Linked DNA regions of Mus musculus: regions 2, 3, 4 and 5 are each linked to region 1. A link is a contact called in public Hi-C and HiChIP or PLAC-seq data. All regions are on one chromosome and are shown on one strand. The core of a region is the stretch at or near the end of the contact, and the rest is flanking DNA. Distances in the headings are between cores, read along the strand shown.

Region 1 (4,312 bases), core at 1,600-4,099:
ACAAAGCGAAACAGCAAGGACTCTACAGAGAAACCCTGTCTCAAAAACCAAAAAAAAAAAAAAAAAGTTATGTAAGACGAACTAATATACATATGTCATTGATGAGGCAGAATAAACCAAACCAGTGCTCAGTATTTGACTCCCTCTGTCTGTGGGTTCATATTTATATCCTTCATGACAGGTATTTTCACATGTTTACTATATCAAAACATCCTTCCATCTGCATCTACTTTAACATCATTTGACATAACTAACTTTCCAAAGAGACTAGAAGTTTCCACTTCATGCCTGTACTTAAACTATTTTTTATTTGAAACTTGCTCTGTCCTAGGCTACCCTTGAACTCAGAGATCTGCTTGCCTCTATCTCCTGGGACTAAAGGCTGTACTATCCTGCCTAGGCCTAAGTTTTTCATGGACACGATGCCTCAAAATCCAGATCAAAATCGTGTGTGAGCCATGTCAAGGTCTGGCTCAAAAGCTTGTGTCTTCTAGCCTCAAGATCTGGATCACAGGTGTGCCCTCCATTTTTGGATTGTAGTTCATTCCAGATAGAGTCAAGTTGGCAATAGGGAATAGCCATCACAGCATGCAACTGGAAAATTCATCAGTAATTATTGAGTGCACATTTAAATGAGTGAGCTTCATGGTATGTAAACTAGACCTCTTCAGAACTTTTTTTGTTGTTGTTCTTTTCTTTGATTAGAACTGAACATTTTTATCTAAACAGCTTAGATAGACAGTAACACAGGCAATGGATTAATCTCTAACATTCTTTTTTTTTTTAAAGATTTATTTATTATATGTAAGTACACTGTAGTTGTCTTCAAACACACCAGAAGAGGGCGTCAGATCTCGTTATGGATGGTTGTGAGCCACCATGTGGTTGCTGGGATTTGAACTCGGGACCTTCAGAAGAGCAGTCTTTGCTCTTAACCACTGAGCCATCTCGCCAGCCCCCCTCTACAGAACTTTTAAAGATAAAAAGTTTATCAGCACTCCTGGCTATACATGGGTGCTTAGACATTCTCAGAAATCCTTGCTGAAAGAATGAGCATTTTCTACATGCCTTAAGTTCTAAATGTTACAAAGTTATCTGAGTGCTGTGCATATCCTCAGTTCTTGTGAATGAACTGGTTGGAAGAAAACAGCCTTGTTGGGGTTTCTCAGTACTGATAGGTTTCTGATCCAGTTAGATCCCTGTTTCCTAATGTCTGGTATATGATTCTTTTATGTATCACAGAAGCTCTTGAAAGCCTGAGGGCATCAAAGAACAATGCAAACAAAGGAATGATACATTTTCTGAGTCACAGAAATGACTATGTCCTCCATTTCATAAGAAAGTTTCTCCAAATTAGACCTGATTGTACAACACAGGCCTCAGCTGAGTATCCTAATATAAATAACATGCTTTTGCAGTGCCAGGAAAAAAACAGTTTCTACTGCCCACTAAACCACACACACACACACACAAACACACACACACACACACACACACACACACACACACACCCTCTTTGTATCTCTGAAGTTCATGTAACCATGGCAGTCATATGAAAAGGAGAGAATGATAGTCTGCTGCACTAATTGGGTGGGAAACCTTCCCCCACCACTTACCTGCTGTACAAACCTGAGAGAGGTTACCCTTCTCTGCATCAGTTTCCTCTTCTGTAAACTGTGGATGATATAGGATGTGATCCGAGTTAGCTGCACAACTGTGCATGAGAGTGTCTGAGCTATGACCAGGCTCATAATAAGTTCTTTGTATGTATCTACCACAAACATCGTGATTCCAACAGGTCCTCTTTATTTTATTATTCTTAATTAGCATACAAGACATTAGATACTGTGGTGGTTTGAAAGAAAATGGCTCCTATAAGCTGATTTATTTGCATGTTAAGTAGTCCCCAGTTGAACTGTTTGGAAAGGATTAGAAGGTGTGACCTTGTCAGAGGTGTGTCACTTCACGTAAGCTTTGAAATTTCAAAAGCCCTTGTTTTTTGTTTTTGTTTGTTTGTTTGTTTTTTTGTTTTTTGTTTTGTTTTGTTTTGGTTTGGTTTGGTTTGGTTTGTTTTGGTTTGGTTTGGTTTGGTTTGGTTTGGTTTGGTTTTTCAAGACAGGGTTTCTCTGTATAGCTCTGGCTGTCCTGGAACTCACTCTGTAGACCAGGCTGGCCTCAAACTCAGAAATCTGCCTGCCTCTGCCTCCCGAGTGCTGTGATCAAAGACGTGCGCCACCACACCCAGCTCTTCAAAAGCCCTTAACAGGTACAGTAGTCTCTCTCTCCCTCTCTCTCTCCCTCCCTCCCTCCCTCCCTTCATCCCCTCCTCCCTTCCTCCCTTCCTTCTTCCCTCCTTCCCTTCATCCCCTCCCTCTGTCTGCTCCCTGTGGATCAGGCAGAGAGAAGATGTATAGCTTTCAGCACCATGTCTGCCTACTGCCACACTCTCTTCCATAATGATAATGATTTAATCCTCCAAAATTGTAAGCAAGCCTCCAATTAAATGCTTTCTAATATAAATTGTCTTCACAGCCATAGAACAGTGTCTAAAACAGACACTGTGATAGCATTTTTAAAGAAAGTATGCTTTAGTAGAGTCTCTTTCTGTCTCATCTCCCATTTCCCCACCCCCTACCCTCCATTGTAAGCCCACCCCCAATGGGCACTCTTCTTGTGCCCTTGGAAGTCACTTTATCTCTCTGCCCCCAATGTGGCTATCTGTAAGATGACAATAGTAACTGCACTGCTGGACTCTAGGGCTTAATAGGGTCTTACAAGGTGTGACAAGTGAGTCCAGCCCAACAGTTCCCCAAGTGAGTCTCTGGCCTCTTGTCTCAAGTTCCTATGAGTCATTTAGAGGTACGATGGCTCTGACATTTCCTGTCAGAGAAGAGACTGTTTCCTGCTTCGTCTTCCTCCTTCTAGCCACTTCATGTTTCGGCTAAGATATCACTTCTCTGGGAGAACTCCTTGATTCCCCATCTTAATATTCACACTGAGCAGCCTACAGGTCCTCCTACACAGGCTGATTACACACATCTAGTCAACGCTTGTCTGCTTCTTTGATTTTTGAGGTTCTTGAAGACACAGACTACTCTGTCATGCATACCCTTGTGTCCTTAGCACTTACCTCAAGGCCCAGTATATGATGTGTGTACTATAATATCTGTTTAATGTATAATTGACTGAGTCCCTAAAAGTCACATTATTTAGGACAACACAAACTTAATTACATTTAATGTCATGATATTCCAAAGGAACACATTATTAGGCCATATGTTTTGCCCTCACCCCAAAATGTCACAGTCTGGAGAGGTGACTTACATGCTCCTAGCACGAGTATTAGGTGGCTTACAACTAATGGCCTGGAACTCCAGTTCTAGTCATCTGAAGCCCTTTGACCTCTGAGGTCACCTGCCGTGCACATAGACACACATGAGTACACATAAATATGAAAAACAGATAAGTAAATCTTTTTTTATTACATCATAAACATACACACAAATACTTGTGCCCACAGTGGAAATCCTGAGTGGTTAATTGGGGGTTTCCTGTTAGCTTCAATTTTTTTAATGAACAAACATTTCCACGAACTTTCGTATCATATTTTATTATGCTTTCTCTATGAAAAGATGTTTCTTTTGGGGTTTCCTCTTTTTGTCCCTACAGCACTGAAATTTCATTTTTCTTTGGATCATAACTACTGATATATGAGTAAATTGCAATATCCTTATTTTTCAATCGACTATAAACTGCATATTTAAAAGAATTCTTTGGACCCTACAGGATTCTTCTGGCAACTATCCCATTTCTTTCTTCATGCTACCTCAAAATATCAGCCTTCGAGAAACCCTCAAAATAACTGCCATGTCCCCAGATGAAGGTCTTGTCTCCTCCAGTTCTGAGTGGCTTTGCTCTCCACCTCATTCTCTCTCTCTCTCTCTCTCTCTCTCTCTCTCTCTCGGTGTGTATGTTCCTATCCGTCTCTTTGTCTCTCTGTCTCTGTCTCTCTCTGTCACTGTGGGAAGGCTCTTGTGAGGATATGCAGTTTGTCTGCAGCCTTCTCCAGCAGCAGGTTCTTAGTTTTCATGTTATTAGGCCCAGAGGCAGCATTTGACAGTGGACTATGCATCCCCTCTTCTTCACTGAATAGTTAACTATTCTTTCCCAGCTTTTCAAAGGGCTTCCAGGATGTTGGGTCCCCTTGGTCTCCATGTCCCATCTGGCTAGTGTCATCTTGCTTCTTACTTCTTCCCCATTGCCACAGTCACCAAACACCACAGAGCCATTCTCAGCTCGTCCCCGAGACCCC
Region 2 (4,636 bases), core at 1,057-3,556, 270 kb before region 1:
AAATTTAAAACTTCTATTAAAACTTATAGTAAATTGATCTACCAGGTCATCAGATTCTTTGTCTTAAATGTGCCTTTATAACATATAAGAGAAAAGAAAAGATACTAAATGTTAAGTTAAAAAAAAAAACAAAAACGTAAGTGCAGTTCTGAACTTAGGGAAACAGGCTAAGCTTGGGCAGTTTAAAGCTAACATTGTCTTAGCAGAGTAAGCAGGAAAACAGGGCAAAGTGGCTGAGGTCCACGGAGTGTTGACATATGTGCCAACAGCTTCTTTTCATCCATTCACCTACAGCCTTTACCTAAGAAACAATGTATCACTCAGTTAATCTCCCCCTAAGTAAAACACGCCCTGCTTCACCTTGTTGAAGCATCAGTCCTCAAAAGGAAAATGACGCAGTGATAATCAGATCACTGGCCAGCTCCAAGGAGTTTCATTTCTGATTCAGTGACAAGCCTTCCAGGATAGACCAAAAGTTCCAGAAAATGAGGAACAGAATTGAATTTTGGCAGTCCTCCTCCTTCTCAATCAATACTTTTATCAGATGAAGATCTTCTTAGGCTAAAACCGTTTCCAACAACTAACACCTCGGGAAGCGCTGGAAGGTATCACTACTAAAAGTTGGGGGAAGGAAGTTTTTCCAATTACACTAGCTTAGCTACTGATAACTCAAAAGACAGAATCATAATAACTGTCCAATAGAATAGGATGTATGCCCACGGGAAAAAGAAATTTCATCCTATGTGGTAGAAAATCATGATCTCATCAACAGAAAGATGTCGAGAGCTGAAAACTGACCAAGGTGTAAGGGTTCATTTTGACCACACACCAGGAGCCTTTGCAGAGCCAACAGAGCCGTGAGCAGCCTTGAAAAGTGTTCTGTTGTGTGCAATTAGACAGTCTCTTCAATAACGGAGCTTCTTTATTTTATATGTCGTAGGAGCATACTAGAGTTAACAGCAGGCAATCTAACTAAGCTAATACTCTAACCTTGAAATCACTGAGGATAAACAGTCATTGTTACCTAAAAGAGAAATAGGAGACAGGGGAAGGTTCTGGCTTCCAACAAGAAATATTTAGATTTACATTGAAATAAAAGAAGAAATGTTAAACAGGATACACTAGCTTTTTGAACCTGAAACTTTTAATCAAAAGACAGACTATGTAGCTACTATGTGGCCCTTGATATTTCCTGACACCCTCTGACTCCAAATACTGCGGACAGAGGATACAGCAAACACTGACAGACATCTTCCTTGTCCTGGTAAGAATGATGACGAGTAAATTGATTCCTCCCCCTGGACCATGCTTCTAAGTTCAAATACTGCCATTGAGTTCCACAAGGGGAGCAGAGGAAGCAAAATAAAAGCAGGAACTATTGCAAAAGCAAACCATGAAACAACATTTCCCCAAATCCCCCTAAGAAAACTGAATTTAGGTGTGCCTGATAATCAAGGAGGTAATAAGGTCTCTCTGAAGTAAATTCCTCAAATATATAAAACTGTGCGTAGAATATTTTATGTCATTGCTATCTGGTGGTTTGAATATGCTTGGCCCAGGGAGTGGCAGTATTAGGAGGTATGACCTTGTTGGAGTAGGTGTGGCTTTTTGGAGGAAGTCTATCACTCTCGGGGGTGGGATTTTGATACCCTTCTCCTAGCCACTTGGGAGACAGTCTGCTCCCCACTTCCTATGGATGAAGATATAGAACTCTCAGTTCCTTCTCCAGAGCCATGCCTACCTGGATGCTACTGTGCTTTCTGCTATGAAGAGAAAGGACTGAACCTCTGAACCTGTAAGCCAGCCCGAATTAAATGTTGTGCCTTATACTAGTTGCCTTGGTCATGGTGTCTTTTCACAGAAATGGAAACCTAAGACACTATCCCATCTTGCATGATGTGCTGTGCTGTGTGGCCCTGAAATCACAATCTTGTATCAGGATACAAAGTATTACTTTATGCTCTGCTGGTCCTGGATAATACCTAACACATTTAAATTCTACCTACTAGCCAAGACAGTGTTAAATGTCAACGAGATACTGCAAGATAAATGACATTTGGTGTCAGCCAGACCCAAAGCCAAAAATATTACAGATTAGCAAAGATTCAAGTGAGGCTATAAGATAAGTTATAGTCCAAGAGAGCACAGAGGGGTGACTGAACACTGAGGCAATGTGCCATGGGGGACAGAGGTCCCTCAGTGTGTCATGTGCTCAAAGAGATGCATAAAGGCTGCATCAGAGTCTGAGAGGCTGGACTCCAAGGCTTCAGTCTGGGAAGCATGGAAGGAGCAGCAAGGAGGGTGGACAAGACAGTCTACAGAAAGCAGGGCTCCAGCACAGAACAAACACAGTGTTCAGAGCACACAGGGATGGAACATAGCGCTGATTACCAACAAAGCACCGGGTTGTCCCAGGGGAAAGAGAAGCTGAGAAAGCAGAACCAAAACAGCCAATTGTCATCAAATAAGGAGTCTTGAACTTCCTTGGCTAGGAAAAGGATTGTATCCTCAGAGAATGTCTGAACACAGAAAACCTTTAAAGCAATGATTCTCAACCTTCCTAACGCTGGTACCCTTCAATACAGTTCCTGTGTTGGGGAGAACCCCAACCATAAAATTATTGCATTGCTCCTTCATAACTGAAATGTCGCTACTGTTGTGAATCATAATGGAAATATCTGATAGCCGATTCACAAGGGACTAGAAACTCACAGGTTGAAAACCGATTCTTTAAAGTCTTACATGTAAAAGGGTAAGAAGAACCTGTGCTGTTCTACAGGCTCCTGGTGCTCCTTGGGTATGGCCAACAGGTTTTTAATGATATGTCTTAGCAATATGCTTACTAGTGAGTCCTTTTGCTGTTCTGATCAACAATATTCACAATGACCACATAAGTGTGTGTATGTAGATAGATAGATAGATAGATAGATAGATAGATAGAGATGGAGATGAGATGGAGATAGAGATAGAGATAGAGATAGAGATAGAGATAGAGATAGAGATAGAGATAGAGATAGAGATAGAGAATTCCAAAAGTCACTCCTAGGCTTATGAGAACAGCTCATTGCAACCTCCCCCATCGCCAGATAGAGAAGTAGGAGTGGGTGCCATAGAGTAGAAGGGCAAAGTTTTGGAATGCTGTTGTATATTTCAGCATCAAAAACTGTCGTACAACCAGGACTCTGAAATGTAACATATAAGGTAGCCATGCAGAAATCATGTCACTTATCTTATACCTGACATTTCAAGGTTCCATACTTCACAATAGCTGCAGAGCATGAGAGAAGCAAGCACCAAAGAGAGAATCATAACGAGGAGAGCAAAGATGGTCTCTACACTCTGTTCCAAGTCATCAAAAAGAAATTATTTGCTGCTATAATAAATTATGTACTTTTGCAATAAACATGTACATATATATTTAGAATTGCATGAGTGTCCTCTAGTGTGTTTTTGTTTCATACATATATATATATATATACACATATACATACATACATATATATATACATATACACACACACACATATATATATGTACATACACACACACACATATATATATATTATATGTAAGAGAGAGAGAGATCACACAACTTGAGAGAAGTACAGGGCTCCAGTTAATGTATGCTGAATTCTAAATAATCTAAGAAGCACTTTCATAACTCTAAAAAGGAGAAAAATATAAGAGAAATTCATATTCTTAAGGCATAGTACCTTTGTGTCCAGCCCAGAAAAGCAAATCACTGAGCGCATAGAAACCCCAGCAGAGGCAAGCCCTGCTAAGCTCAGGGCTCCCATGTCTAAGGAGGACAGCCATTTACTGGCTCTTCTTCAATAACGACTTCTTATTCTCTCTAAAAGGAGAAAATGGCTTATTGTGTGCCTTAACACAGTTGATAATTAAGCATTTATTTGTCTACTCAATGAATGTCTGTCCCTAACACTTCATTGGAATGTCCCATAAGGTCAGGGAAGGTAATGTTGTGTCTCCACTCCCACTTAGTAGCTCTCCTTGCATACAGTAGGCACTCACTAAGTTGGTCAATCGATTGACTGAGATAATGAAAAAATTGAGTTTTCTCTTAGGTTCCCAGATTTTATTACATACATACATCATTCAAAAGGAAATTTCCTTTTAGCTAACCAAATATACAGAGAAAAAAAACTACAACATACCCTATAAAAACAAAATAAGCAATATAAAAAACATGTTGTTGATCCAGAAAGTCTATAATATGCATATATAAGGAAAAACACATATAATAAGATAAATAGCTAAATGGACATGACAGGAGAAACAACTAGCCACTCTCACATTTATAAATGCATTTGTTGATATCTGAAACCATTAACATACTACTAACCTCATTTCTGTAGGGAAACTATGATTTTTTTATAGTTTTAAATTTATTAATTTAAATGTATGGGAAAATGATTAGGTTTTGTTTCTCCGGAATGATTGCATAAGTTAAATTCTGATATATATTTTCAAAACAAGAATTCACAAATAGTATTTTATTCTCTTAATTCTCAAAGTTATTATAATTTTATAATCATATCTTTATTTTTAGACTAAAATAAAATAAAATAAATGCTGGCAACAAGAATGAGCTATGTTTCAAACTTGCATATGCTAA
Region 3 (4,031 bases), core at 1,095-3,594, 380 kb before region 1:
ACACATAAGTGGATGCTCACAGTCATCTATTGGATGGAACACAGGGCCCCCAGTGGAGGAGCTAGAGAAAGTACCCAAGAGCTGAAGGGATCTGCAACCCTATAGGAGGAACAGCAATATGAACTAACCAGTACCCCCCCAGAGCTCGTGTCTCTAGCTGCATATGTAGCAGAAGATGGCCTAGTCGGCCATCACTGGAAAGAGAGGCCCCTTGGTATTGCAAACTTTATATGCCTGGAACACCAGGGCCAAGAAGTGGGAGTGGGTGGGTAGGGGAGCAGGGTGGGGGGAGGGTATAGGGGACTTTCAGGATAGCATTTGAAATGTAAATGAAGAAAATACCTAATTAAAAATTGGGAAAAAAGAAGATGTAAATGAAAATAGAATGATTAATTTAAAAAAAAAATCTATGTAATTTACACCCTTAGTATCAATAACTAAATCTTTATTTCTTTTTTTTTTCTCAAAAGAATGTTCTGAGGTTTTTTTCTTTGTGGGTTCATATTTTAATTTTTTGTTGTGGCACTTGGCTATAATCCAGTACCCTGGAAGCAGAGGCAGGAAGATCTCTAGAAGTTCAAGGCCAGCCTGGTGTACATACCAAGTTCCAGGCTAACTAGGACTACATAGTGAGACAACTCAAAAAAACGAATGAACCAACAAAATGCATACTGACTGCCATACCCTTATAGACCATACTATATAAAGGCGTAACTTAGAAACTATCCTTATTTTTCTCAACATTTTGAACCTAAGTAGAATACAAGGCTTGGGAAGATGTGGTTTTCTTTATGCCTTCTTGAGATGAGCACTTAGCCTTAGGTGGGGCTTGTTTGCTGGCTAAATGTATGAATGAGCAGACGTCAGTAACTGCACAGTAGTGGTGTGAAACGCCAGAGCCAAACTGCCATAAAGTAGACCCTCCCTGCTTAACTTAAGATCCAAGAGGTCCAACTGCTTAGGGGGTAACACCAGGCCTTTATCTGATGACTCCTATGTACTTTTATTTTCAGCATGACAGTGTTTGCAAATGGTGGCTCCCTGGAGACAGGGCTGAGAGCACAAGGTAACATGAAACAGCTCTTAGTGATGATGCACTCAGCACCCTGGCTCTCTCTTATTAAGAGCACATCCCCACCCCACTCCTGGAGGGGAAGGATGATAGCAAAGATTAAGGGACTAATGGCAGGATCTTTTAATGCTTTGCCTCAACAGGAAAGCAAAACTTAAAAGCTTCCTTTAAATGCATCACCACACACACACACACACACACACACACACACACACCCGGTATCAAGTATTCTGCAAGGTGCTGAGAAACTGAAGGGGAAGAGAGAGTAGAGGCACACCACTGGTCATCCCTTTGTGGATGCCAAATCCTTCTGCAACTGTAAATGGCACTGAATAAAGTCTTTGTGAAGTGCTTACTATGCGTGACAGAGGCTTATCCCATTCAGACTCCAGGAAAACTAAATTATTCTGAATGCCCTACAGGCGGCAACCTGGGTGTTCATGAAGAAAGACAGAGAAGACCATGATACTAGTGAGGGGAGGAGACTCACTAACCTGCCCCTGACTTAAAAGGCAGGATCGGGGAGACGAGGGCTTTCTGCTCACCTTGTACAAATAAAAATACTCCTCTACTTAAGAGCGTCAAGCTGTCTGCATAAGTGCAAGGCAAAAGAGAAGCCTACTCAAGTTCATGCACTCTGTGAGCTTCCGGTTTTCTGCAACTCTAGTTTTTCTAGTCATCTACTAAAGTTAAATAATTGGCATTATATTCTTATCATACAATGCTATAAAAAAGCTGAGTGGTTCCATGATACACAGTGTGTTCTAGATTTGGATAAAGCCTTTCCTTGCTCAGTTCTTTGTATTTGTATCCCCCTCCTGCCCCACCTCTGTTCCAGCAGCTTCCTTAGAGTCACTACCATTAAAGGCAACCAGTATGTGTGGGCCATTTTTTTTTTTTTATGTATAACACAAGAGTGAATGAGGGATAAACCACAGATGTGATTAATTCGGAGGTGACAACAACACCAATTCCCATGCACCTGCTGGAACAATCAGATGATGGAGAGGAGGGAGGTGGGAAGCAGTTGTGCTTGTCAACACAGGGCCCCGGGGAAGGTCTCTATGGGTCACTGCTGGACAGACACCCACAGTGAATCTGTGCCAACATGTCTAGACACAGCAGGAAATGCTCTGGGCCCGATAGAACGGCTGCCACTGTGCTGCCACAATTCAAGGAGGGGTTCTGAATGCCTCCTCTACCTATTTTAACTCTGTGCACTGCGTCCCTTGCTAGTCTGGCTGGGCCATTTTCCTTACACTGCTTTTCTTTGCTTTGGAAAGCTTACAAGTTTTAGTGAGCATTGTAATATGAAATTACAAAAACAGACCCAGGCCTACAATATGTCACAGTCAAAACAGTAAGTATTCCTAAATTATGTAAAAATGTAGATGGTGAACTTGTATGATCAGGCCATGGTAAGCTTCAAGTAATGCATCAAACAAGACATGTAGCACAGACAAGGGGAACTAAACCTGTAAAGGCTCTATTAACCTTGCTATGTAGTACTATACGCAGATAAAAGTAGTACCACTTTCTCTAAGCTCTTATATAATAATGTCTGCCGCTGAACAGGGTTACTGGAAGCTATGAAAGCAATTTCATAAGACTCTCCTCATCTGGAGACAGGATTTCCAACTTCCTTATTCCTGTTCCCACTGTGGTGTTTCAGGTTGTAATCCCCCTTCAGGCTTCTGGTTCCCATTTTTTGTGTACTCCTGGCTAACATAATATGCACTGCATATTACCTTTTTGCTAGAGGGTCTCTCTAAACTTTAAGTAACTGCAGTATCATAACTAAAACATCACCAATTTCTTGGAATGTGTGATTTCTATAAGAATACAAAGGTAGCCACCACGTACATCTAGTTAGGGTGATGTATACTTCCTCTTTGGGTTCAAAAATCCTCCTCCTCATAGCCAGGACGCACCAATAAACTCCTGGGTCCTGGGCAACATCCTATGCATTTAACATTCAAGAAATCCCTCCAGAAAGCACTGTTATCTTCATTAATTCCTACCAGTTAACAGCTGTAAGAGATGCGCAGTTAAGTGCCCAGGCTGATGTAGCAAAGTCAGAATTTCTACCCAGATTTCCTAACCACAGAGTGTGGCCACTTAGCCACAATGAAAGGGTGTACAAGACACAGGTGATGTGTGTCTCTCCCAGACAGAGAGAAAGTCATAGCCATTTTACAGTTAAAGGATCTGGATTTTTAAAATGCCTGTGCTTTATCTACTGCATTCAGTTCTCTCGCTCCCTTAAATGACAGAATTGGACTTAATAAGGCATAATTGTAGGCAAAAGAAAGCTTCTATAGAACCCTTTCAAGAAAAATGGGTTTAACCGCATGATAGTAGAAAAAGAAAATCTAACTTCAGAAAAGTATTCGAAAAAGGACTCATTAGAAAGTAAACTTTGCCAGGCGTGGTGGCGCACACCTTTAATCCCAGCACTCAGGAGGCAGAGACAGGCGTATTTCCGAGTTCGAGGCCTGCCTGGTCTACAAAGTGAGTTCCAGGACAGCCAAGGCTATACAGAGAAACCCTGTCTCGAAACACCAAAAAAAAAAAAAAAAAAGAAAAAAGAAAAGAAAGAAAGTAAACTTCATCATTGCAATTACTAGAATTAAGCACACCCTGCTGCTAATTTCTCACTTAGAAGCCCAAGCCAGCGGCTGATGTGTACGAGCAACTTTGCTGTAGCCAGTGACCAACAGGTGGTACTCAGGCCAAGTTCTCTGCTGAGTCAAAAGTAAAGGAATGAATTAGTCCCAAGTCAAAATGACAGTGTTAATTAATAAGGACTTAGAATGTGCCAGTAAACAAAGGAACGAAAGTTACACAACAACCATGACACCAAGGCTCACAATCAAACATATAACAGAGTCTCTCACTGAAGCTGACTACTTGAGGCCAACTGGCTGGCTGGCTAGAGAGCGAAGTTCACTGGACAGGA
Region 4 (4,443 bases), core at 1,587-4,086, 310 kb before region 1:
TATAGAAATGAATGTTAGAAAATCCTCCCTTTCCTACAGGATTTCATAGCTCTGAAACTGACATCCCCTTTATCCTGGAACTTCTTTATCTAAGCCTAGTCTGGACCAATATACACTGTGGCAGCACAGTATTCTTAAAAAGTTATCATTATTACTAATGTTAATAAATTTTCCATAAATAAACTGAATTTCACCTTTTACATGAAAAACGTTATTGTAGGAATGATTTCACGTACTAAAAACGTAGTCAAGTTAAATTAGTCACTAATGCATTTGATATAGAACAGTCTCCAGGTCTGCAGACAGAGCTCAGAAGTAGAGTACTTGTCAGGGATGTACAAAACCCTGAACAAGATTCACAGCACCAGACACACACACACACACACACACACACACACACACGTTTTCAGGTATTCCAAATACTTAAACCAGTTCTTTGTAATCATACATGACATCAGTTAGCCTTTGAGAGTACGGTCTCTAACAAGTGTAATGTAAATTCCATTCCAATTACAGTATACTGCAGTTGTCATTAATAAATCATGAGGAATTTGAGATATAGACTAATGATTTAATCTTGAATATAGTACACTATTTAGAAAAAAATAAAGATTGTAGTTTCAATGCATGATTCCCCAGTTTTATGTAAGGTCAAGTTGTTTGAACAAAATACTATAATGGCAACAATGGTAACACAAGATGATTAGTCAAATTCTCCAAAATGAGTCTCAAGTGATAGCTATTCATAGGCACCAAGTTTTTTGTACGAAGATTCTACTTGGAAAGACCTTCAAAGTTGAGTGGTCAAAATACAGTGAATTACATACAACATAGTATCTGCATGTCTGTTTTAGAAGGTCCAATAATATAATAATTAACTCGCCAAGTGTGGTGGCACACACCTATAATCCCAGCACTAGGGTGATAGAGACAAGTGGATCTCTGAGAGGTTGAGGCCAGCCTGGTCTACAAAGTGAGTTCCAGAACATCCAGGGCTACATAAAGAAACCCTGTCTCAAAAAACAAAAAACAAAGAAAAGAAAAGAAATAAAAAAAGAATTAATTCAAAAAAGATCACTCTATTCCACATGGAGGAAATGTTTTAAAAGGTTATAGAATATTTTACCAGATGACCAAGATGTATTAGCAAGTAAAAGGAGGTCTTAAGATTGAGTTTAAATAATGCTCCTTTAAAATATTAATTTACTGCTACACTTACACAGTAAATGCATACACATACATACTAGACTGCACACATATGCCTGTAAAGAGACTAAATACATGCAGGGCCTATCCTTGTATTCTCTAGGCCATGGACTCAGAAGTAGCTAGTGTTTTTCTCTTCTTTTCACAATATTTTTTCTTTTTATTGAAAATAGATTTTTCTCACATAGTATATCCTGATTAACATTTCCCCTCTCTGTATATCCTTCCCACCAGTTCCTCTGCATCTTCTGGATCCACTCCCTTTCCGTCTCTCATTTGAAAACAAATGGGCTTCTAAGGTATAATAATAAAATATAACATAATGAGATAAAGTGAAAACTAATGTATCAGAATAGAACAGAAACAAAAGCAAACAAAGGAAACGAGCCCAGGAAACACATGAGGATCTGTGTGTGGAGTCAGGGGTGTGGTGGAGAAAAGTCAGGAAGTCAAAAACACGCCCCAGCAGTAATTCAGAAGCAATCTCCAATTAATGATCATTGACAAATAAAAATCTAGTTTTCTCCAATGGAGTCTCTCTGAGGAAACAAACTACTATTACAGGTAGGCTGCAGGCCCAGCAGTGAAGGGCAACAGAAAATGAACTCAAAGGCGTCTTTGGAGGACCCTAGTCCCATAATGGTGTGTCATGGTTGTACTCTTCATGTTTTCAACAAGGAGTAAGTAGAATTTTTGATAAAACAATAAATAATCTGCTGTGACTGAGATGGAACCTCTACTTGAAACCATTCACTGAAGCATCTTACAAACCATTTTGTCTGCATTAAACAGAGAAACATTAGTGGGGCCTGTGAACAGCATTCTGTCTAGAATCTCACAAGCCTGTCTATTATGATAGGAAAGTCACAGAATGCCCAGCTATGACACTTTTCAGGAGAGGTAAGACCCTAAGGAGTAGGGGTCAGAGTAGATAAGAATGCAGAATTATAAAAGTTAAAACCTCTTTTTCTTCTGACCGAAATGATACAATGGAGGTCATCACAGATTCACATGTTAGCACATTTTAAGTATCAAAACAGGTTGTAATTCAATTTGTCAATTTAAGACAAAAGCAGATTCTTTGACAAAAATGTTCATTCCATAGATAGAGAACAATTCCAAAACTAATAATAGGTAATTATCCCAAATCACACAGTTATCATGTCACAAGAAACCATAAAACCAGGACATAAAACTTACATCTTCTGATGGCAAAACTAATTCTGTTTCTAACCTCTTGCCCCCAATTTTTTGGCCATTTTACCATGAAGTGAGGCCGGAATGGAAAGGCTTTTAGTTAGACCTGTTAGTTTCTGTTAGACTGCTAACTTCCATTTTAGCAGACACTTCCCATTTCTGAGTTTCCTTTCCTCATCTATAAAATGACCAGGCCTACAAAGCCCCACCATATTCCCAGCCACAAATGATGATTTAAAGACAAGGAAAGGGTCCTGACTTACACTGCAGAGCGCCTAATCCCTTTGGCTGCACACAGCCTGCCTTTAACTGACCCAAGTTTTTTATTCATTGGTCTGAGAATACCAGTCCATGGATTCTCCAAGGCAATGTAAGGGCTCCAGTTCTGTGACAGAGTGAAACTAATAGCAGGTACAGAGCAATGACGTTTTCATCTCTGGGCATGTTTAGACATCACTTCAGTGACCCTTGTCCCACTTCCCTGATCAGGCAGTGGTTGGTACATATGGTCCACAAAACCCATAACTCAGAAATGGAGGTTATTTTCTACAAGCACATATCTTGCTGTTTTGAACAGAAAGATCATTTTCAAAGTATGAACAAGACTATTTCATCACAGCCAGCGACAGAGACAAGAAGCCACTAAATAATGGCTAAGAGTCACAGCAAACACAATAAAAGCAAAACCATCAAGCAAACAAACAAACAACATCAACAACAAAACTCTTTACAGCTCTACGGAGGAAAACTAGAAACTGGTATGCGCTAAACAGAAATTCCATAAATCTACGTGGGGACGAACTGATGGTGTGCACAGTATGGACGGATCTCCTTCCACTGTCTAAAGAACCATGCTCTCTGCAAGACCAATCAGCACTGGGTGACACTGTCTAGCTTCCTTGAGTCGTCTCAAGGTTTGCAGAGCCTATTAGGCAGAGAGGGGGAATTCAGTCCAACCACACCCCCTGACTTACTGTATTCACCTTTCCCCTTTCAGGCTTGCCTCTGTGGAAAATAGTCTATCTATAGACATGTGATGGCGTGTCCTCTTAAGTAAAGCTCTCGGGGTTCCCACTGGCCGAAAGAGGAACCTCCACATTCATGGGGGCACTAGAGAGAGAAGGGATTTTTGAGGCAAATGTGACTCTGACCTGAGGAACAAATCTTAATAGAAAACTAAAAGGGATCAAATTGCTAAACTTCCTCTGAGTAGGAAGTTACAGGCATTTAAAGGAATTCAAATATTCATCTGTTAAGACATCCTCTGGCATGCAACACAAAGTTCAGAAATGCAAATGCACAGAAAACAATGTGGGGGAAATCAACTGATGTAAAGTGACTCAGAATTAATCCAGAACAACACAACGGTAGCCCCTGGGAACCTGACAGACATGCTGATTCACAGGGAAACTTGGCCAGGAACCAACAGTTGAAGGTCTTCTCTAGCTTGTACACGCACATATGCATAGACTTCTGCACACATGGGTTGGGTACATCATCCTAACACACATCCACACATCTGAACACACACACAAATAAATGTTTAAAAAATTAAATATGACCATATTGATGAACACTTTATACGTGATGAGACTATACACCACAATTGAAAGCTAGGAATTAGCACACTGTTAAAAAAATGAAGAGCTTAATATGAAGAAATGCATATCACATATTTTAAAAATTGAATTTAACATGGTAACATCAACCACAAGAAAGCTGTAATTGCTTTATTAATTTTTAGACAACTAACCATCAATATAGGCAAAGATCATTACCCAGTGATAAACAGTCAATTAATCAAGAAGACCTAACCATCTTAAGCATCTCTTTTATCAAATAACAGCACTAAAATATATCCAATTATATCTGTATCGAATTTGTGTGCTGCTGAAGAGTGATTCTACAAGTCCAGAGACTTAAATATAAAGTGTAATGGGCCGTGAGTATAGATCAGTGGTAGAGTCAGGAGTAAGGCTACATTCAAGTCCTAGCATGCACACCGTAGGAAAAGACTCTGTCTTAGTTACTCTTCTCTTG
Region 5 (4,505 bases), core at 1,069-3,568, 360 kb before region 1:
TGCAACACTGATACCAATGTCACAGGAGTCCCTTTACCTTCTTTAAGCATTGGTGGTCACCTCAAAAGGGTCCCCACTGCCTTTGTATGTTCCCTGTTACTATACTTACTACTTCCTTTTTTACACCTCTGTTCTCATGCTTAGCTCACTGAGGACAGGTTACTCTAAGACCCTCCTGTAGCATCACTATCTTTATAGAAATCACCTTCTCGGAAGCCTTCCAGCAGTGCACTTCCAATGACAGAACCACAGGCTTCTTAGCTTTTGCATTTGCAATAATAGAGAATCCTGAAATTCTATGCTTGCCTCAAAATCTCATTAAGGCCTCATCAAAATTGCTAATTCAGCACCTACTTCAAGCCAAACACTATCCAGTCACCCCTGAAAAATACTAGCTCTTAAATAACGGAAGGCTGTCACTAGACACCAAATTCTTTCCTTACTTTCTTAAACAATGTTCAGCTATCCAAAGAAATTTGAACATCTACTTTTTCAATTGAATATTCAGATAATAAGTACATCTGCTTATGATAAAAACTCTAGGGTCTATTCCTAGTCTCCATTCCCTCTCTGCAGATATTGAATTAGGAAGTGATATATCACTTGACATCAGGTTTACCTTGCTGATGAAATATCTAGCACAGAATATGGAACATACAATCACATAAGAATCTTAGCATCCACCCTGCCAAAGTTTCTTCTAAAAGAAGGTGCTCAAGCCTCATTCTCTCCTGGGAGAGGTTAGGGGTAGAGGGTATTCATGTGACCATCTTCTCTTGATGTTGGATGTCTGGCTAGGTCTCATGTGGGCACCTGACATCTGTGGAAGCAATCCCCAGCTGGCCAGCAGTCTGAAAAGGCTAATAGAAAATGTTCAACTCAAACAGGACTTACCTACTGGCTGTCATTGATATTCCTTCTTTGTGATGCTGAAACTGAGAATTTAGATTCCCCTCTAATAACATTAGAAAGAAAAGATCTGTGAAGGGCCAAGCACCTCTAGCACTACAAAAGTAAGTCAAGATGAACTCCAGCAGTGAGCCTCAGGCCATTCCTGAGCTTTTATGGAAAGAAATAGTATTCAAAGCTTCTGTTCTCTGAATGGCCTGAGTCACCAGTTGCTGCTAGCTTCTCATAAATGTGGAAAAAGCATCTTACCTGTTGCTACTTATTGCTGTCGGTTAATAGGTACAGTCTAATAGTGAATAAGCCACTGTTTGACTAGAATCAGAATAGTGCTTTAATAAGAATATGAAAAAAAGTAGGCAAGGCTTAGAGAAAACAGATGGAGCAAGAATACATGGGAAGCCAGGAGCCAGGCAAAAAGGGACAAATTTTATATTAGCCTTGCCACTAAAATACTCTGTGACACCAGAAAAAAAGGATGAAGCTCTTAGCCCTTCCATGTACTCTCAACAGGAATTCAGAGGCCATCATGGACTCAATGGGTGACAGAACTCTGTATCATCACTTTAATTCTTCCTGGGATTTCAGAAGAGAAATCATTTTCTACTGATTCTGTTAGAGAACAAGATGGCTCCCTTCCTACTTCATGTAAGCTCCCCAAACCCAAAGAACGCCCTTCCACTGCGCTTCAGTAGTCTGATATGCAATCTGACACTGAACACATTCTCAATTTATGTTTCCTATATCGATAAGAGATTTATGAGGTGACAGATCATTTCCCAGGACAACATGACCGAGTTTAATAGGCAAAGGAGTTAACTTAATTTGCCTTCCACTTAGCAATCTTTAATGAGGGGATGGATTTATCCTAAAAGGAATATGGCAAATCTATAATTTCTATGCTGTAAATTGTTCTTAAGTAAATTGCCAATAAAATTTAAAGAAACTGAAGTAAGAGCTTGGGAAAATTCATGAGCTCAAGGATGGTTTAAATTGTGCTGTTCATTTTCATATATCATTTTTTTTTTTTTTTTTTACCAACTTACCTTAACTTAGCCATAGAACTGCATGGAGCATAAGCTAGAATTTGTGTAAGTCAAAAATAGCCTCAGCACAGCCCTGACTCACAGTTTTCTTCCACTTCCCCTTTCTTCTGTTTTCCTTCTTCCAACTGAAAAGGGTTGTTTGTTGTTGTCTGTTCCTTTGTTTTTCAGTTTATTCCATGTTTCCTTGTGACTTTTGATAATCTAATTTGATCCAACATCCCGATTAACAAACCAATCCTCATTTAAACGAGGACTGGAATAGTAACCAACTGTAACTAGGTAAAAAGTCAAAGGCTTTTAAAAATAAGAATAAAGAGCAACTGATCTGGGCATGGTCTCACACACCTCCAATCCCAGCATTTGGGAGGCAGAGGCAAGAAGATCTCTGAGTTTGAGGCCAGCCTAGTCTACAGAGTGTGTCCAGGACAAACCAGGCTACATAGAGAAACTTTCTCAAGGGAGAAAAATAAAAACAAAACAAACAAACAAACAAATAAATACATAAATTAACCAACCACACAAAATAATAAGGGGCACATGCAGTCAGATTCTGATCACCTTGAAAGCTGTGTCTCTCAGGACTACTGCACGCACAAAGAAGAAACCCAACCAAATGCTGCAAATCCAACCCACCAGTATGCCCAATGTGTTCTCCAGATCCAGAAAGAGGTAAGTTATTCATGGTTTCCTTGCTGGTGTGTTCTCCTTTTATGTCCCACATTCCTTCTCATTTTCCTCAAAATCCTGTACTGAGATCCACTAAAGGTCAACTAGCAAATGGGAGCTTGATACAATCAAAGGGAAGGCTGAGGGGAGCAGGGCCAAAGCTGGTTTATTCTAGTTAGCCACTCATATATCAATATTCATACTTTGTAGAGTATTAGCCTTGCTTGGAGTTTCCAGTAACTAGACTTCCTACTTAAGTGCTTGGCTGATATTTTTAAATAAGTCCTCCACATTTTTATTTAAGAGTAGATCTCAGTTACTGGCAGCCTTTACATGAGCCCTCCTTAACAGCTCTTTGAAGAGTGGCCATTATGCCTCCCAGAATGTCTCACAGCTGCGCACTTGTCCTAAGACATTTAGCAGTCACTGGTAAGATGAATGTTTCCCTCTGGATTACACTATGATATAGAGGAGTTATACGATAAAATCAAATACATGTCTCAAAACTAATGACTACAGAAGAAGAAAAAACATTTTAGTCAGAAAACATATCTAATCAATAATCTCTATGATTATTATATTTATTGTAACAACCTGTATACTGTTATACTACAGGGTATTAGAAAGAAAAAAAAAAAAAAGATGGCAGTGCTCACACCAGAGCCATGGATGTGGCTTTTTGGCTCCATCCTTGATGGAGTTCTCCCAATGGACTCAGCACATCCTAGCTTAACTGGTGTCACATCTAGGCTCCTTCTAGCATCCTGTCATTGTCAGTACTCACTCATTTCCCCAATCCAGTCGGGCAGTAATGTGGCGCTTCACATCCTTCATCCTGTCATGGGTGAGATGGCCAACTAGCACCTGCCGTCGCAGATCGAGGATTTCATTCATGATGTGCCACAGGCGATGGAAGAGATCCCCTTCATTTCTCTAAGGCATATGGAAGCACAGAGATTTGGCAGTCAGTCCTCTTGCTTGACCAAGAGGGGGACCAAGTGCTTGCCACAGAGTAGAGGGCTTCTCCACCAATAAAGCTTTCCCATTTCCTTGTCCATTTGCAGTTCTACGTTTTTCACTCAAGTCCCACAATACCGCTCTCCTGTCCAAACCAACATGATGTCTCAACTGCCAACATGGACAGATGCAATGGTCCTTACTCTCACTGTGCTACACCTAGGCTTGGCTAGTCTCTGCTTTAGTACACAGTGAGGCTTTCCTCTCCCAGATCTTCTTCTTCAGCTTTCTTATACGTTAAGGTGTGGCCTGACTTCTACTTGTCAAGTGGTTCTCCCTGACTACTCGTGCTCATGGTTTTTGTCTGAGCCATGGCAGCATGCAAGTAAAATAAGTGTCATGGAGACATCGGCACCCACTTATGTCTCGAATGTTGGTCCTAATTCTTCACCAAGCTGAATTTGAACACAAGGGGAGCTTCCAGACTCAAACATTGATCACTGTTTACTGCAATTATCTGATTAGTATTCAGACTCATTAAAAAACAGGTGTTTTAAATTTAATCAAAGAGATCATATAGCTTCAATATATCTTTGTCAAAGCTATCAATCAATCCCCACGGTTTCAGAAAGGGAAGGTGTGTAAAACCCTGAGTTCAAATCTACATCTTGCTTCTGAAGGTGAGTTTAGTCATCAGTGAAATTGGGCAGTACTGTTTTTCTGCAAAGATATCTTATGGGTTTGTGACTACAGGTGGAACAACAGCACAGATGATTGTCACCTGACTTTCACTCATGTCATTTCTAGTGCAAAATACTCTAGCAATTCATTGATTGCTCTGTGTTTCCTTATCTGTAAAGAGCCTACCACAGAGAGTAACTGTGAAGACACAGGAATTAGTATGCAGACAGTGAAGAAAAATGGTCATGT

Evidence for each region. Hi-C and Micro-C count contacts between places; a contact is called where the count stands out from the background. HiChIP or PLAC-seq counts read pairs in DNA pulled down with a chosen protein or histone mark.
Region 2: an H3K27ac HiChIP or PLAC-seq map of microglia shows a contact between it and region 1, with 6 times the contacts expected there. The contact joins two enhancer-like sites. A contact is called at or near these places in 1 of 15 datasets of contacts at CTCF or cohesin (the NIH/3T3 cell line), 4 of 484 Hi-C or Micro-C datasets (B cells, CD8 T cells, memory CD8 T cells and 1 more) and 3 of 115 datasets of contacts at active chromatin or transcription factors (bone marrow-derived macrophages, microglia and neural progenitor cells).
Region 3: an H3K27ac HiChIP or PLAC-seq map of microglia shows a contact between it and region 1, with 8 times the contacts expected there. The contact joins two enhancer-like sites. A contact is called at or near these places in 1 of 484 Hi-C or Micro-C datasets (bone marrow-derived macrophages) and 2 of 115 datasets of contacts at active chromatin or transcription factors (embryonic stem cells and microglia).
Region 4: a contact with region 1 is called in a Hi-C map of bone marrow-derived macrophages, with 21 read pairs. The contact joins two enhancer-like sites. A contact is called at or near these places in 10 of 484 Hi-C or Micro-C datasets (the G1E-ER4 cell line, bone marrow-derived macrophages, cortical neurons and 3 more) and 1 of 115 datasets of contacts at active chromatin or transcription factors (embryonic stem cells).
Region 5: a Hi-C map of bone marrow-derived macrophages shows a contact between it and region 1, with 18 read pairs. The contact joins two enhancer-like sites. A contact is called at or near these places in 1 of 15 datasets of contacts at CTCF or cohesin (the NIH/3T3 cell line), 2 of 484 Hi-C or Micro-C datasets (bone marrow-derived macrophages and nephron progenitors) and 1 of 9 other capture datasets (embryonic stem cells).

Annotation. Positions count from the first base shown.
Region 1 is chr12:40,272,083-40,276,394 of GRCm38.p6, reverse strand. No RefSeq gene overlaps it. Among named protein-coding and RNA genes, the nearest start is that of Gm40403, 26 kb to the right of the region's middle. Within about 2 kb of position 2,849, at least 16 of the 459 cell types and tissues checked have an H3K27ac peak or open chromatin away from gene starts, as enhancers often do. A contact at or near this core is called in bone marrow-derived macrophages and microglia, where this site is marked.
Region 2 is chr12:40,541,496-40,546,131 of GRCm38.p6, reverse strand. All of the region lies in intron 1 of Dock4 (dedicator of cytokinesis 4), which reads right to left. Among named protein-coding and RNA genes, the nearest start is that of Dock4, 98 kb to the right of the region's middle. Within about 2 kb of position 2,306, at least 5 of the 459 cell types and tissues checked have an H3K27ac peak or open chromatin away from gene starts, as enhancers often do. A contact at or near this core is called in microglia, where this site is marked.
Region 3 is chr12:40,654,739-40,658,769 of GRCm38.p6, reverse strand. The region is part of intron 8 of Dock4 (dedicator of cytokinesis 4); the gene reads right to left. Among named protein-coding and RNA genes, the nearest start is that of Dock4, 210 kb to the right of the region's middle. Within about 2 kb of position 2,344, at least 16 of the 459 cell types and tissues checked have an H3K27ac peak or open chromatin away from gene starts, as enhancers often do. A contact at or near this core is called in microglia, where this site is marked.
Region 4 is chr12:40,584,069-40,588,511 of GRCm38.p6, reverse strand. The region is part of intron 1 of Dock4 (dedicator of cytokinesis 4); the gene reads right to left. Among named protein-coding and RNA genes, the nearest start is that of Dock4, 140 kb to the right of the region's middle. Within about 2 kb of position 2,836, at least 45 of the 459 cell types and tissues checked have an H3K27ac peak or open chromatin away from gene starts, as enhancers often do. A contact at or near this core is called in bone marrow-derived macrophages, where this site is marked.
Region 5 is chr12:40,635,129-40,639,633 of GRCm38.p6, reverse strand. Dock4 (dedicator of cytokinesis 4) reads right to left here. Exons shown (of 53, transcript NM_172803.2): 6 at 3,403-3,551. Among named protein-coding and RNA genes, the nearest start is that of Dock4, 190 kb to the right of the region's middle. Within about 2 kb of position 2,318, at least 5 of the 459 cell types and tissues checked have an H3K27ac peak or open chromatin away from gene starts, as enhancers often do. A contact at or near this core is called in bone marrow-derived macrophages, where this site is marked.